Regions from separate parts of the Sus scrofa genome. Here all the other regions are linked to region 1. A link is a contact called in public Hi-C data. All regions are on one chromosome and are shown on one strand. Each heading gives the region's core, a stretch centred on a gene start, on an enhancer-like site or on the middle of the called end of the contact. The rest is flanking DNA. Distances are from core to core; before and after follow the strand shown. Region 1 has its middle 44 kb from the start of SLC45A1. Region 2 has its middle 63 kb from the start of ERRFI1. Region 3 overlaps PARK7 (Parkinsonism associated deglycase).

Region 1 (4,731 bases), core at 595-3,094:
AGCGCCCCATAAATGGGGAATGGATGAACTCGGGTGGCCCAGGCGCTGTTGAACTTGGATGTGGGGGAGGTTCTGGAGCAAGAGGGACACTCCCAGAATTCCTCAGTTCATTCCACGGTTGTGATGCACAGCCTCTGTCCCACATGCATGGGGTTTGCATAGCCCTGAAAACTCGTTTCAGGGTGGACAAGTACAAGCTGATGAATCAGGGAAACTTGGCATTGTAACACTGATTATAATTAGAGGGCAATACGCTCCATTATATCACTTTTCAGGGAGTTACAGGACACTGCTCCATCAGTGATACTGCCTAAAAGGATCGCTGTGGTCAAAAGCCCTTAAAATACATCAGGAAGGATTTCAGAAGCAAAGCTGTAAGTATGCCCATACTTTGGGGTACAACCTACATGCCATATGCATTTTTAAATATTGTATGTCAAAAATTTTTTTTCTTTTCTTTTTACAGCTACGCTGGAGGCATATGAAATTTCCCTGGGTCGGGATCGAATCAGAGCTGTAGCTGCCAGCCGAAGTCACAGGCACAGCCCCACCAGATCCGAGCCATATCTGTGACCTATGCTAAAGCTTGCGGCAATGCCAGACCTTAACCCACTAAGTGAAGCCAGGGCTCGAATCCATATCCTCACGGACACTACGTTGGGTTCTTAATCTGCTGAGCCACATGGGGAACTCCAAGAAAATACCTAGATGAACTGTTAAAATAATCACAAGAAGGAGAGGTTGATGTTGGGATTAGGATAAATAGGTTAGATTTCTTTCTTTCTTTCTTTCCCAGTAAGGGGGTGGTTTGAGGGACACTAGAGAATAATTTCGACACGGATTTTTAGGTTTTCTGTCCATCAGACAAATATTTATCCAATGCCTAATTGGCCGAGGCCCAGCTAGGTGCTGGGATTCAAAATGCACAAGAGAGACCAAACCCTGTTCTCACTCCATCATTGAATATTAACATGAATTTGTTTGCCAAATTTTGGAAAATTCATTGGGAAGATATCGAATGAAACTTGGAAGGGGAACATTTAGAACCAAATGCCCAGGAACCAGAGAGGTGCCCAAGGGATAGATGGTAATTTTATATAACAAAGAAGTGCTGATCTGCTTAATATCCTTTACAGAAGTGATATTAAAACTCCAGTAGAAAAATGTAGGCAGGAGTTTCCTGGTGGCGCAGTGGGTTAAGGATCTGGCGTTGTCACTGCAGCAGCTTGGATGGCTGCTATAGTGCAGGTTCAATCCCTGGCCCAGGAACTTCTTCATGGACAGAAAAAATAAAGGGAGTTCCTGTGTGGCTCAGTGGAAACGAATCCAACTAGTAACCATGAGGATGCAGGTTTGATCCCTGGCTTCACTCAGTGGGTTAAGGATCCATTGTTGCGTGAGCTGTGGTGTAGGTTGAAGACCCAGCTTGGATCTGGTGTTGCTGTGGCTGTGGTGTAGGCCGGTGGCTACAGCTCCAATTAGATCCCTAGCCTGGGAACGCCCAGGTGCCGTGGGTGCAGCCCTCAAAAGACCAAAAAAAAAAAAAAATGAGCCAAGGACCACAGGCAATTCAGAAAGGAGAGATACAAAGGCCCACACAAATTAAGTGCAAATTAAAATATATGCAAATTAAATGCAAATGAAACTGTAACCATGCAGAGTTGCTGGTAAACCTTCAGAGTTAGTAGCTCGGCAAGGAGAAGAGACTAAACAGACTGGAAATAGGGTCTGATAGATCGTCTACGCTGAAGATCCTTGAATCCATTCCTCTGGACTGCGGTGGGGAGGTGGAAAAATGCTGAGTTGACTCGTTGGCACCCGGCCCAGCTGGGCTTTCTTATGTAACAAAGGCTTGAGCTAGTTAGTATGAGAACTTGTGAAATGCAAGCTCAGAGTGGCCAAAACAAATATGTGGCCAGAGGAAAGCCAGCCTGGCCACCGTTTCTCTAACATTCGCGTTTTTATAAACATAGCAAAGAGCCATAAAACGGAAGGCTGTGTTTTGCCACAGGCCACACTTGCAACTGTTGTTTGCCTGTACATCTGCTGTATCACCTTCACTATCGAAAGCCGGAACATTCCATAAAGTCCATGGAGAGCATTCAAAACGCTCATCAAAACAAGCCAGCCCTGGCTGGAGAAAGGCGGGCTTTCTGTTCTCTGCTGGGTATAACCACAGTTTTCCCTTGCTGTTGGATCTTTCTAGCAAACACCTAGAACCCTCTCCTCCCCAGAAACCAGGTATCGGTGACCAGGAGATATGTTTGTTTAGCATCCTGTGCCCTTATTCCCAGAAGAGAGGGAATGGTACGGAACGCTCCGTCAAATAAACAATTGCCCAAGGTCTTGGACAAAAGGAATTGGGAACAGGAAGCAGACAGAGGACTCGTTGCCCCAGGTAACTGCCTGATAAGGTAAACACACGTGTACAACGAGTTCCTGTCCTCCTGTGATAAATATTTATGTGTTGCGCCCTGCGTTTGAAAGCACTAGACCATTTCTCGTCTGCACGTTGACCTTTGGATGCAAACCACGGGACGGACGGATTTTGAAGGTGATATAATTAGTTTTTGTGGCTCCAAGTTGTACCGGAAACAAGAGACACTGTCGTTTTGGTGAGCATTTAAAAAGCGATTCAGCAGGTGTGCGCAGGTAACAGGGTCAACTTACAGTCGGAGACTTTTCTTAGTTGCTCCTGGAATTCAGTGCTTTTAGGGAGATGCTCTGGGAGTTTATCATAAGCAAACGCACAGCCTCCTGAGGTTGGACGTGATGGACGAACTCTGGGTAATGCAGGGCTTTGTGTTATTTCCTGGGGATACTGAAGACCTCATTTGTAGGATACTGGTGTAGCGTGGCCCGAAATTTCTGTCATCTGATATATTTCACCTCAACGCTCATAAACCGGCCGGGGCAAACCATCTCCCTGCAGTGAGCTGTATTAACCCCACCTCAAGCAAAAGTCCAAGGCAAATGGCAAAAATAAGGAAATGCATTTGCCCCTATATCCCCACGACCACCTTTCTAGATGGTACAAGCTGGAGACCTGCGTCCGTCCTTGTCACCTCTACCTCTTTGACTCCCAATGTTCAATGTATCTAAAGACCTTATTGTCCTCCATCCACCAAATATCTCACATGTGCATGATGCTCCTTCTCCACCTGTTCTGTCATGCTGTTTGCCCTGAGTCACCAAGACCCAACTCAAGACCCAACTCAAGGTCCTCCCTGTCCGCCAGGCCCTTCTCAGTTTCCATTTCTCATCAAATGGCATCCTCCCCAGTTCTGCTTTCCAGGACCTGGGCCCACATCCTGGGGTCCCCCGACCTTCTCCCACCCTTCGGCAGGTCTTATGGATTGTTTGTCCTTCCTGAAGACCTTGGCGCCATCCACCCACATCGCTCTGTGCTCACTGCCTCCCCCCCTCAGGACATTCTCACCTTCCACCTGGACCATGAAATGGCCTCCTGGGACCTCAGGGGTCCTCTTTGCTGCCCTGGCTTCATTGTCCTCCACCAAGCCTGGGAACATATGCAATTATAAACCTGATGGAGGAACTTACTGGCTGAAAATCATCTGTGACGTCCCCTTCCTTCCAAAGATGGAGGAAAAAGATCCCATCTCCACCTCCAGGGCTCAACTACCTCCTTCCTTCGAGCTTCATGGGGGCTGCTCAGAGCTCTGGCTGCTTCAGCTTCCATTGCAGGGCCCAGTGGACTCTCCACGTCTTTTCCCTTTTTGTTCATCTCTAGGAACTTACCAACATCTAAGATGAATGGATTAGCCAGCACGTCACAGGTGCTCAGTAAATACCTGTGGAATAAATGAATGGATGAACCAATCAAGGAAACCGCCAGGGTGATGGATGGTGAATTCAACCAAGGACATGGCAAAGCTTAGAGAGGAGCACACCATGTGCTGTGAGCCTAAGCCTTGGGTGCCTGCCATTCTTAGCCATAAACACAGAGGCTATAAAGGAGAAATTGGTTCTGACCAAGGATGCCTCACCTTAACCTGGTCTCTCCAGCCTCCAGGCCTGACCCCCACGTCCCTCATTCTCATCCTTCACATTTCAGCTCAAACCACCTTCTTTCATGTCCCTGGACACATCCAGCTCCTTTGGGCCTCAGGGCCTTTGCACATGCAAATATCGTTACCAGGAATGCTCTCCAACCCACACTCCATCTTTCCTTCTTAAATGGTACTTACTTTCTTTTTTTTTCTTTTTCTTTTTAGAAATACACCTTTGGTATATGGAAGTTCCCAGGCTAGGGGTTGAATCAGAGCTGCTGGCCTACACCACAGCCACAGCCATAGTAACACAGAATCCAAGCTGTGTCTGTAACCTACACTGCAGCTTGCAGCAACATCGGATCCTTAACCCTCTGATGGAGGCTGGGGATCCAACCAGCATTCTCATAGATACCAGTTAGGTTCTTAACCCATTGAGCCCCAATGGGAACTCCTCCCACTCATCTTTTGAGTTGCAGCTCCAGTGTCCCTTCCTGAGAAAAGACTTCCCTAGAATAGATCAGATCCTCTTCTTAGCACCCTGGCTCTTGTCTTTATATCACCTATACCAGTTGGTAATTATGTATTTGGGTGATTCTTTCACTACTGTCTGTTTACCTTCCTGCCCCACAAGGGCTGGGATTGTGGCTTTTTTCCCCACCTCACCATGCAGGCCAATATCCAACCCAGTTCCTCATCTAAAGAGATGCCTGATGAGTAT
Region 2 (4,380 bases), core at 524-3,023, 140 kb after region 1:
TCAAAAGGTGGTTTATTAGGTAAAAAAACCCTTAGTGACGGGTGGGACTCTTGAGAGATCCGTATCTGTACCAGGCTGTTTAAGAATCCACACGATGCTGTTTCAGACCAGAAACGAATGGATGACCCAAGAAGGCTCCCAAGAAATGAATAGTGGCCACACAGAGATGATATTAATCATTAACTTCAGAGCGACCTCAGACTTCTGTCCAATTTCAGAACAAGTGAGAAGGGACAGCAGTAGCAAAGACGAGGTATTATTTAACAGCCGGAAAGGCTCAGAGACAGCGAAGGCAGATAAAAATGGTACTGAGTGTTGGGAATTTTTTTTCATGTTTATATAAGGGCAGTTTTACTACCAGTAGTTAAGAAACTGAAATATAAATAAACCATAAAAATGTATCTAGACCATGTAAACATTATGGGCTGTACGATCTGGCCTGAAAAAAATCTCCTCACTTGCGTGCTGGATTTCCAAGGCGTAGCCTCTTGGGATATTAAACCCCAAAGGGAGTTTGATGGATGAGAAGGGATCCAGAAACCAACAGCCCTCAGCTCTGAAGTCTGTTCATCAAGAGGATTTTAAAATCCCTTCCCTTCGGTTAAGAGTAAATTATTTCGTTTCAGCCTTTCAGAGATGAGTGTTTCTGCTCCCGGGACAGGGGTGACATTGGAAGGGCAGAGCATTTACAACCTGAAGACCTGGGTTTTAGTTTCTGTTCTGCCACTTCCTAGTAGGAGGTTAGGGAAGTGAAGCAACAGCCCTGAGCCTCAGTTTCCTCATCTCTAAAATGGGGCGATAAAATGACCTCACTAAGATTGTTACGGTCTTGGAAAGCCTGGTGAGGGCACCCTGCGACTGTTTAGCCGATGCATATCTTAAAGCAACTGGAAGTCGTTATTTTATGCCTGGAAAATTTCACAGTTAAAAGTATTTTAAAAGTCACGATTACGGAGAGAACAAACTACTTTCAATGTCATTACCAAGGGTACTGGCTTCAAAGCCTCTCTTTGTAAAGACAGCTCCACGCATCCCTGAAGGATTCTAGATACTCATCTGCAGACCCGTGGAATTACCTTAGCAATGATGACAAATAAATACATGCATTTTATGTCAAGAGCAAAAACTGTGTCCCCTTTGTGCTGACAACCAGCTTTCCAACTGTAGTTAAATGCTCCACAAGAGCGCGTGGAGACGCGGGTTTACAAGGCGTTTGGAGGGATTCCGATGTTTTCCTGCCTCCTGCACTTCGGCTCACTCCCCCGTGGAAAATGTCACTTGTGCCAACGGTGGAGAAGCTGCCAGCTCCTTCTGATTTATAGCCTTTTCCTGTGAACCGCCTCTCAGAGCTGAAAGCAGGATGTTACGTTCATGTTTGCTTTTGACTTCTCCCCCCACGCCAGGCGTTTACATCAATTTAGACGAAGAAGCCAAAATCTCCGCTGTGCTGTTTGATCCCTGGTTGAAGTACACACTCACCACCTCCCGACCCTTGGCCCTTCTCACCTCCAGTGATGATTGTGGAGGAGGAGATCCTGGGTTTCAGAGAGAAACACAGAGCCTGGTTCTGCTTGAGAGAGCATCTCCCTCTCCCTCTGAGTCCTCGGGGGCTCCCATGAGACTGTGGCATCCCCACGTTTGGATTCCCCCCCCCAAAAAAAAAAAGTTATCATTAAATCTCTGCCAAGATTTAAAAAGCACAGTGGATGGAGTGACTTCACATTTGAATGAAACAGGCAATTCGCTGGGTGGAGTTAATGAGGGGAGAGGTGAGTCACGATGGCGTCTGAGTATAATTACAGCCCATTTAGAACTGAGCACGTAGGTACGTGACCTTTATTCTCCACCAAGGCTGCACCAACGTTCACTGCCAAGCTGACACGGACAACCCGGGGGGGGACAAATCCAAACTGGCAGAAGCCACGCATGGGATCGTGTTCGTGGTGATTAGATGGCTTGGAGAATGGATGAGGTGGGGAGAAGCCCTGTGCTTCCATCAGTTACACACCTGACGGGGTTCAAGGGACCCCGGGGACAGGGGGCTGGTCTCCAAGGCTTGGAGCAGAATCCCTGCCATTGTGTTCCCGTCCATAATCGCTGTTACTCGGACAGACCCCGTGTTGAGCTCCTCCGATGTCTCCTCCCTGCCTCCCTCCCCTGTTACCTTACATCCAAATACCAAACTTTTGGATTCCCTTCCCCCCTCCCCAGGAAGGAGGATGGAGGGATGGGGGATTCTCCCCCCACCTGCTGCTCCTAACTGCTCAGACACATATCACAAATAGCCCGATTCGATGGTTATTCCCCTGTGAGATTACAAGCTCATTGGCCCTAGAAACTATGTCTTCTTACCACCATTTTTTTATGCCCTGCGGCGCCAACACAGTCTATGATCAAAAAGTATCTGTTGAATGAACAAAGATGTTAAGGGGCCCTGTCGGAGCCACCACCAACATCTTGACTCTGATGGACAGAAGTCCTTTAATGCCCTTCTCATCACCAAGGTCACACCAGTTATCCTGTGTCTTTCAGAAAGATGCCCCATCTTGCAGAAAGCAGACAAAATCACTTGGCAGCAGTAGAGGTTAAGTTCCTAGATGCTTTGAACAGATAATCTTGCTTTAAAAGATAACAAACCCTGAGATCACTAGTATGTGGAATCTAATAAAAAATGATACAGGAGGAGTTCCCGTTGTGGTGCAGTGGTTAACGAATCTGACTAGGAACCATGAGGTTGCGGGTTCGATCCCTGGCCTCGCTCAGTGGGTTGAGGATCCGGCGTTGCCGTGAGCTGTGGTGTAGATGGCAGACGTGGCTGGGATCCTGTGTTGCTGTGGCTCTGGTGTAGGCCGGTGGCTATGGCTCCGATTCGACCCCTTGAGCCTAGAACCTCCATATGCTTCGGGAAACGGCCCTAGAAAAGGCAGAAAGACAAAAAAAAAAAAAAAAAAAAAAAAAAAGAAAGAAAAAAAAAAGAAAGAAAGAAATAAAGAAAAGGAAGATCCACTGCAGTCCATCTCGTTATTCATCAGAAATTGTGGCAAATTATATGAGATTTCACTTTTGTTTGAGAAATTCTTGCGTAAGAAGGAAAAATAAGTATCACCCATATCGATGTGCCTACACTCATCCATGGCATATGTGTTAGAAGTCAGCCTTGCCAGCGTTTTGAAGACATTGCTCAAAAATACAAGTTATCTTCATCACATGTAACAGCGGATTAGAAATAAGGGAGAAATATGTCACATGCACTGAGTACCATATTCTGGCATCAGGAGGTGATGTGCAGTCGGTCCTTTCCCCGCATCCTCCTAAAATGTCCAAGTAACATTTTGACATCCCCGGTCACATACACCCCAATGTCCCGAAATGAAATGTCATCCTCTGTAGCACTCATCTCTTTCCAAAATCACTCTAGCCTCCTCCCGATCGCCCACAGTTTTTCCTGTCCACAAACACGTTGGGTGCTAAAATTCCATGTGTTTCTTGTCATAACGACCCTAATTGGTCACCAAAGCCGCTCTATGTCATACCAATTTCAAAGACACTCAGAGTACTTGGTGACTCTCAGATTACAAACATGTTATTAATTGACATAGTAATTCCATAAAGTAATGAACAATTATGCCCGCCACAGAGGAAACTAAACCTCAGAAAGATTAAGTCATTAGTGCTAGGATAGGACAAGGTCGAACTAAGACCCAAACTGGAAACAAGGTCTTCTAATTCAGGGCTGTACTTAGAAGGCAATGCTTCCTTATCTTTCCCCATGGTGTGCTGTAAAAGAACAGCAAGAAGCCAGGAACAGGGCTTTTTAAAAAAAAAAAAAAAAAAATGTTATCTTCTAAAAATAACATCCCACATTTAATCCGAAATTGCTCAGTTATCTCAACCGTTCCTGTGTGTTTTTTTTGTTGTTATTGTTGTTTTTTTCCTTGTCTGGGGACAGCTGACCTGTCTCCAAACCTTGAGAAGAGCCTCTGCCTTCTTCAAAAAAGTCCTGTGCATCCTTCTCTGGTTCAGTAGAGCCTCTCAATGGCTCTCTAGCTTCAGGTGCTAAGACGCAATTTGGATCAGGTCACTTCTCAGCTCAAAGCCCCTCAGGGGAGGAGTTCCCATGGTGGCTCCATGGGTCGAGGACCTGACATTGTCTCTGTGAGGATGTGGGTTCTATCCCTGGCCTCACTCAGTGGGTTAAGCATCAGACGTTGCTGGGGCTGTGGCGTAAGTCGCAGATGTGGCTCAGACTCAGCCCCTCGCCTGGGAACTTCCATAGGCCCCAGGTGCAGCCATAAAGAGAAAAGAAGAAGAAGAACCGAGAAGGACGAGAAACCCTTCGGTGGAGTCCTCCATCATTCAGAGTAAGAGCCAATATCCTTA
Region 3 (4,425 bases), core at 1,697-4,196, 250 kb after region 1:
TATCCATTGCTCAGCTGTTTTCAAACCCGCTTTTGATGCTCTCAGTCTTTTTATTTAGCTGCTGGTCTTTGGCTGGGGGGTGTTTCAAATGGGGCCAGTCGGCCAGTCTCCCCACTGGCTGAGGCCAGGTGGGTCACTTGCGGCTTCCAAGTGGAAAGCTCTGGTTCCCTTGCACACGTCCACACTGGGGTGGCTCCAGGGTCTGCACCCTCTGGGACAACCTCTGGGTGGTTCTGCACATCCCAGGGTCTCTGCCTCCCTTCGACATGCACTCTAGGGACAAGAGACACTGCCTGGCTGGTGCTCTGGATGTCACACTGAGACGAGGGAGCTACTCCTGAGGAAGCACCAGCGGCGGCACAGCCAGACGTCCAGGTGCTGGTTTCTGAGGAGATGCCTCATGTTCTCATATTTGATGCAGAGGTGTCTGCCAGCTGCTAATTTCCAGAGGGCAGAGGCAATGACATGCTTTTTAAAATAAACCTCAAGTAACAAGCAACATAAGGGAATTGGGGGAAAAAAAAAAAAACTAACTTGATAAATTACCAAAAAAAAAAAAAAAAAAAGTAAAGGATACAAAGTTAGGTTAAAAAAGCAAGCTCCAGAATGTATTTACTAAATCCAATTTGAGAAAAACATTAAACTACTAGAGAGTTACACAAGAGACTTTTGACAGAAATTGCCTCTACAAAGCAGAAAAGGGGGTGGTAGTTAGAAACATTTATTTTTACTTCGTCTCTTTCTGCACTGCCTCTTTTTCCCACACGGATGGAAATTGTTTTCATAAAAATAAGTTAATAAACATTCAACGTCTAACTGATATTTACAAAAGTATCCTGTCAGCAAGGCGAATGGCCTGCCTCTGGGGAAGGGAGCAACGTCCATTTAACCTTGGGGGACCAGGGGCAAAAGGGCACCTTCTGAAATAGCCGTCAAGGTTTAAAATTTACCCTCAGACCGCTGGCACCGTATCTAGTAAAAATACTTCTTAAACTGGCATTGGCCACCACGTCCATCCGTGAGCACCAGAATCTGGCTGGCCTCTGGCTCAGCACTCATGCCCCCGGGCGTGTGTACTCGGAGACCCGCGTGCGCTCATCTCTCGCGCTCCGGCGAAGCAAGGAAGCCGTCCCCCCCCCACGGAGAAGACCCAGGAGTTCGTTTTGTCACCGCATCTACCGAGCGGGAGACAACGAGATGGTACAGTGGCCCGAGAACACACGCACACACGTACATCTACTTACTTCCGTTCATCATCTTGTCTTTAGCAAGTGGGTGCGTCGTAACTTTGCTTCCAAAACCGATCTCATGAGCCAACAGAGCCGTGGGACCTAAAAAGAAGAAGAAATGAAGCGGCGATATAGAAAAACTCATGTTTTAAAAATTGTAGCAACCAAGCAAAATTATTCTTCAACACCAGGAGGCTCTTATTTAAGATACACTTGGCATTCTGAAGTTAAACCTTCTCAGCGCGAGAGGAAAGGTACGTGGACAGTAAACCGTCTGCCGAGCACACGTGGCAAAAACATACAAACTCAAAATACGTCCGTGTCCATTTAATCGGAAAGATTTACCTTCATACCCAAGGAGCAAAGAGATACACAGACCCGGCCCCCTGGAGGGACAGGCTGCCGGGCTTACAGGGACAGCCAGGAGCGGAGACCCCCGAGGGCTAAATGCCTGGTCTTACTCCTTGCAGATCAAAGACCCAGGTACACATTAAAGGGCCTCGCGCTCTCTGAACCTCTGGGACAGTTTCATTCTCCTACTTGAAAAGGAAAAGGCCACACTGGCCCATCTGCCTATCGCAACACGTCCTGCAGGGAGATCACTGACTTGAACAGGAACTACTGTCCCAGCCCAAGGAGAGCCCCCGAGACGCCCACGTCTGAGACATAAAAGCACCGGCCTTTCCTCCTAAAAGCCATGACCCCGAGAACATATGAGCACAAACGCCAGTTGTGACCCCCTAGGCCTCTCCTCTTAAAAGGAAGTTTATAAAAAAGCAGGTACTAACAAGATTTTTATCCAGATGTGTAGTCAACTGAAAATGGCCAACTTCCCTGGTAATCACAAGCATTCGCTAAGCCACCAAAAAATCACCACCACCACCTAGAAAAACCTCAGAAGAGCAGCCTGACCTTCACCGGCCAGGGCAGCAGGGCCAAAGCCCTAGAACAGAATCTGTACACTTTACCTTCTGCAAACCTGAGCATTTGCTCTGGCTGACCTTTCATTTTTCCAGAAGGTTCCAAGGGAAAAGTAGTTATATAACAGACCACAGGCCACTCAGATCTTAGATGCTACTAACAGGAGGAGCAAACCAATAACATATCATGACATAAGCTTTCTGCCTACCCCCAGGTGCCAAACCGAGTCCTCACTTATACCGGACATCAGAAACCTTTCAGCACCGCTGGTGTCCCCTTCCGCCTTGCTTGCCCTCAGCATACAAGAGCTACGTATGGCAGCAGACGTCAGAAGTCTATAAAAGTTGAGTCATTATCACTCCACTTTTATTTGAATGGATATTCATGAATTACTTTCTTATTTTGTAAGATTTTAGGAAATAAGAAGTAACTTCCATTATCCTGTATTTTCAAGCAAATGTAAAGAGATGAGCGATGCTACAGTGAAGACCGGGCTCACACAGTGAGTCCGGAACTGCCGGGCTGTGCCCTCAGGTGATAAAATCACCGCCTATAATAACGTTAATAAATGTATGTGCACTCGCAGTGACGCCTTCTGGGGCTTAAGAATCCTATCTGGAAAGCCAGAGGCGATATTTAACTACTCCTGCCACTTGAAGCGCTGAAGGATGAAAGGTGGCCACGTCTGCAGCCGGGGTCCAGCTCGAAGCAGGGGCACAGCAGACAGAAAAAAGAGAAGCCTTGGCGGAACCGGAGAAGGCCAAGGGCGCCACCGTGTGGTGATTTCGCAGAAGGACCATCACGGCCACCCCTGCCCCTCCAGCTGTCCCGTCCCTGGTCCCTGGTCCCTGGTGCCTGGCCTGTGCTTATGCCTGGAACCCAGCATGTGCCAGCTGCCCCTTCCCGTCCAGGCTTCCCTCCCCCTGCCCTGCCCAGAGTGGATCTCACTTTATTTTCTTCTTGCGAGAATCTCCTTTCCAGCGGGTCTCCCTCAGTCACTTAAGGGTGAAGCTAATATTCCTGGAGCTCAATGAACAGCCCCACCTCCCACCTGCAGCACTTAAGGACCACCTGGCTTTCCCTGGCCGACGTGAAACACCCGAGTCCCGGCCTTCGAGGCTCCCCATCGCGCTCACGCTCGGGTCACTCCTCACCTCACCACCCCCCACCTCTTCCTCGTGTGTGCAGCACGGTCAAGGCACCGCCGACGTCCGGAGGCAGGTGTGCGCGAGCCTCGGGCTGGCTCCTTGGGAGCCCGGTCCTCACGCCTGCCCCAGCAGAGGCGGGAACCAGATGCGGCTGATGACTGTGCCGCCACGGGGACCCCAAAGGACACGCTGACAGGTGGTTTTCGCTTTCGGCGGATAAGGGGACCGGCGCTCCCCAAACCCTTCCTTCCCTCCTCCCCTGGCTGAAGCACAGGGAGGGAGGCAGTGTCCCGGGCAGGGGGCTCGTGGGGATGGACCGGGCCAGGTCCTTCACCGACCAACAGAACCTCTCTCTTCCTCCTCAAACAGGGATGTGGCTGCTTGGCTGCAGTGTCCTTCAGCAGATAAACCCCTGAGCCCCAAGGGCAGGTCAGAGATCAGTGTCAACTGGAACCCAAGGCCGGGGTCTGCCAGGTGGGGGCCCCTCAGGCCTTCCTGGTGCTGGAGCAGAGGTTCTCCAACACTGAGGCCTTGAGACCCTTCGGCTATTGCGTGAGTGACACCGACCAAGGACGGCCACGCCAGTTAGAGATGAAACCCGGGGAGGGCTCGCAAACGAGACTGACTAGGCGAGCACACAAGCCAGGCCTGAAGGACGACACCGTCGCACGAGGACGTCACTCCTGTGAGGAGAAGGAGGAGCAGCGGGGCAAGTGTTAGCAGCGTCTGCTCGGGCCGTCCACACCCTTTGAAAAACTGAGAACCACCACTCTAGTGCAGACTGCCCAGATCCCTGGTCTACGGCTTCTTTTAAAAAGTCTATTGTAGGAAACAAACATCAACATGGCATTTTGTCTAACCATCCAGACAGTCGTTTACGTATTCGCTCTTCTGGCAAACATTTACTAAAGACCTACGAACAAGAAGAGCATCTGCCAAAATTAAACTATGAAAAAAAAAGGCAAGACGGCAGAATATCATCTGATACTAGGGCAAAAAGAATGGGTTTTAAAGCGTCAGAAAACCAAGTGCTCGCAGTTTTCAGAGATGTGGGGACGTCTACGGAGCATGAACCACCTTACTCTAACCTAAGTGGGCGCTCACACAGCACCTAAGACCCCACGAGC

Evidence for each region. A called contact is a pair of places that touch in the nucleus more often than the background predicts.
Region 2: a Hi-C map of liver shows a contact between it and region 1, with 6 times the contacts expected there. The contact joins two enhancer-like sites. A contact is called at or near these places in 6 of 47 Hi-C or Micro-C datasets (embryonic fibroblasts, liver, mesenteric adipose tissue and 1 more) and 2 of 2 datasets of contacts at active chromatin or transcription factors (alveolar macrophages and skeletal muscle).
Region 3: a Hi-C map of liver shows a contact between it and region 1, with 9 times the contacts expected there. The contact joins two enhancer-like sites. A contact is called at or near these places in 1 of 5 promoter capture datasets (fetal liver) and 5 of 47 Hi-C or Micro-C datasets (embryonic fibroblasts, liver and skeletal muscle).

The regions. Positions count from the first base shown.
Region 1 is chr6:68,887,979-68,892,709 of Sscrofa11.1, reverse strand. No RefSeq gene overlaps it. Among named protein-coding and RNA genes, the nearest start is that of SLC45A1, 44 kb to the left of the region's middle. Within about 2 kb of position 1,844, at least 27 of the 83 cell types and tissues checked have an H3K27ac peak or open chromatin away from gene starts, as enhancers often do. A contact at or near this core is called in fetal liver, liver and skeletal muscle, where this site is marked.
Region 2 is chr6:68,743,779-68,748,158 of Sscrofa11.1, reverse strand. No RefSeq gene overlaps it. Among named protein-coding and RNA genes, the nearest start is that of ERRFI1, 63 kb to the right of the region's middle. Within about 2 kb of position 1,773, at least 29 of the 83 cell types and tissues checked have an H3K27ac peak or open chromatin away from gene starts, as enhancers often do. A contact at or near this core is called in liver and skeletal muscle, where this site is marked.
Region 3 is chr6:68,636,207-68,640,631 of Sscrofa11.1, reverse strand. It overlaps PARK7 (Parkinsonism associated deglycase), which reads right to left. Exons shown (of 7, transcript NM_001078663.1): 6 at 1,245-1,331. Among named protein-coding and RNA genes, the nearest start is that of TRNAE-UUC, 6.5 kb to the right of the region's middle. Within about 2 kb of position 2,946, at least 9 of the 83 cell types and tissues checked have an H3K27ac peak or open chromatin away from gene starts, as enhancers often do. A contact at or near this core is called in fetal liver, liver and skeletal muscle, where this site is marked.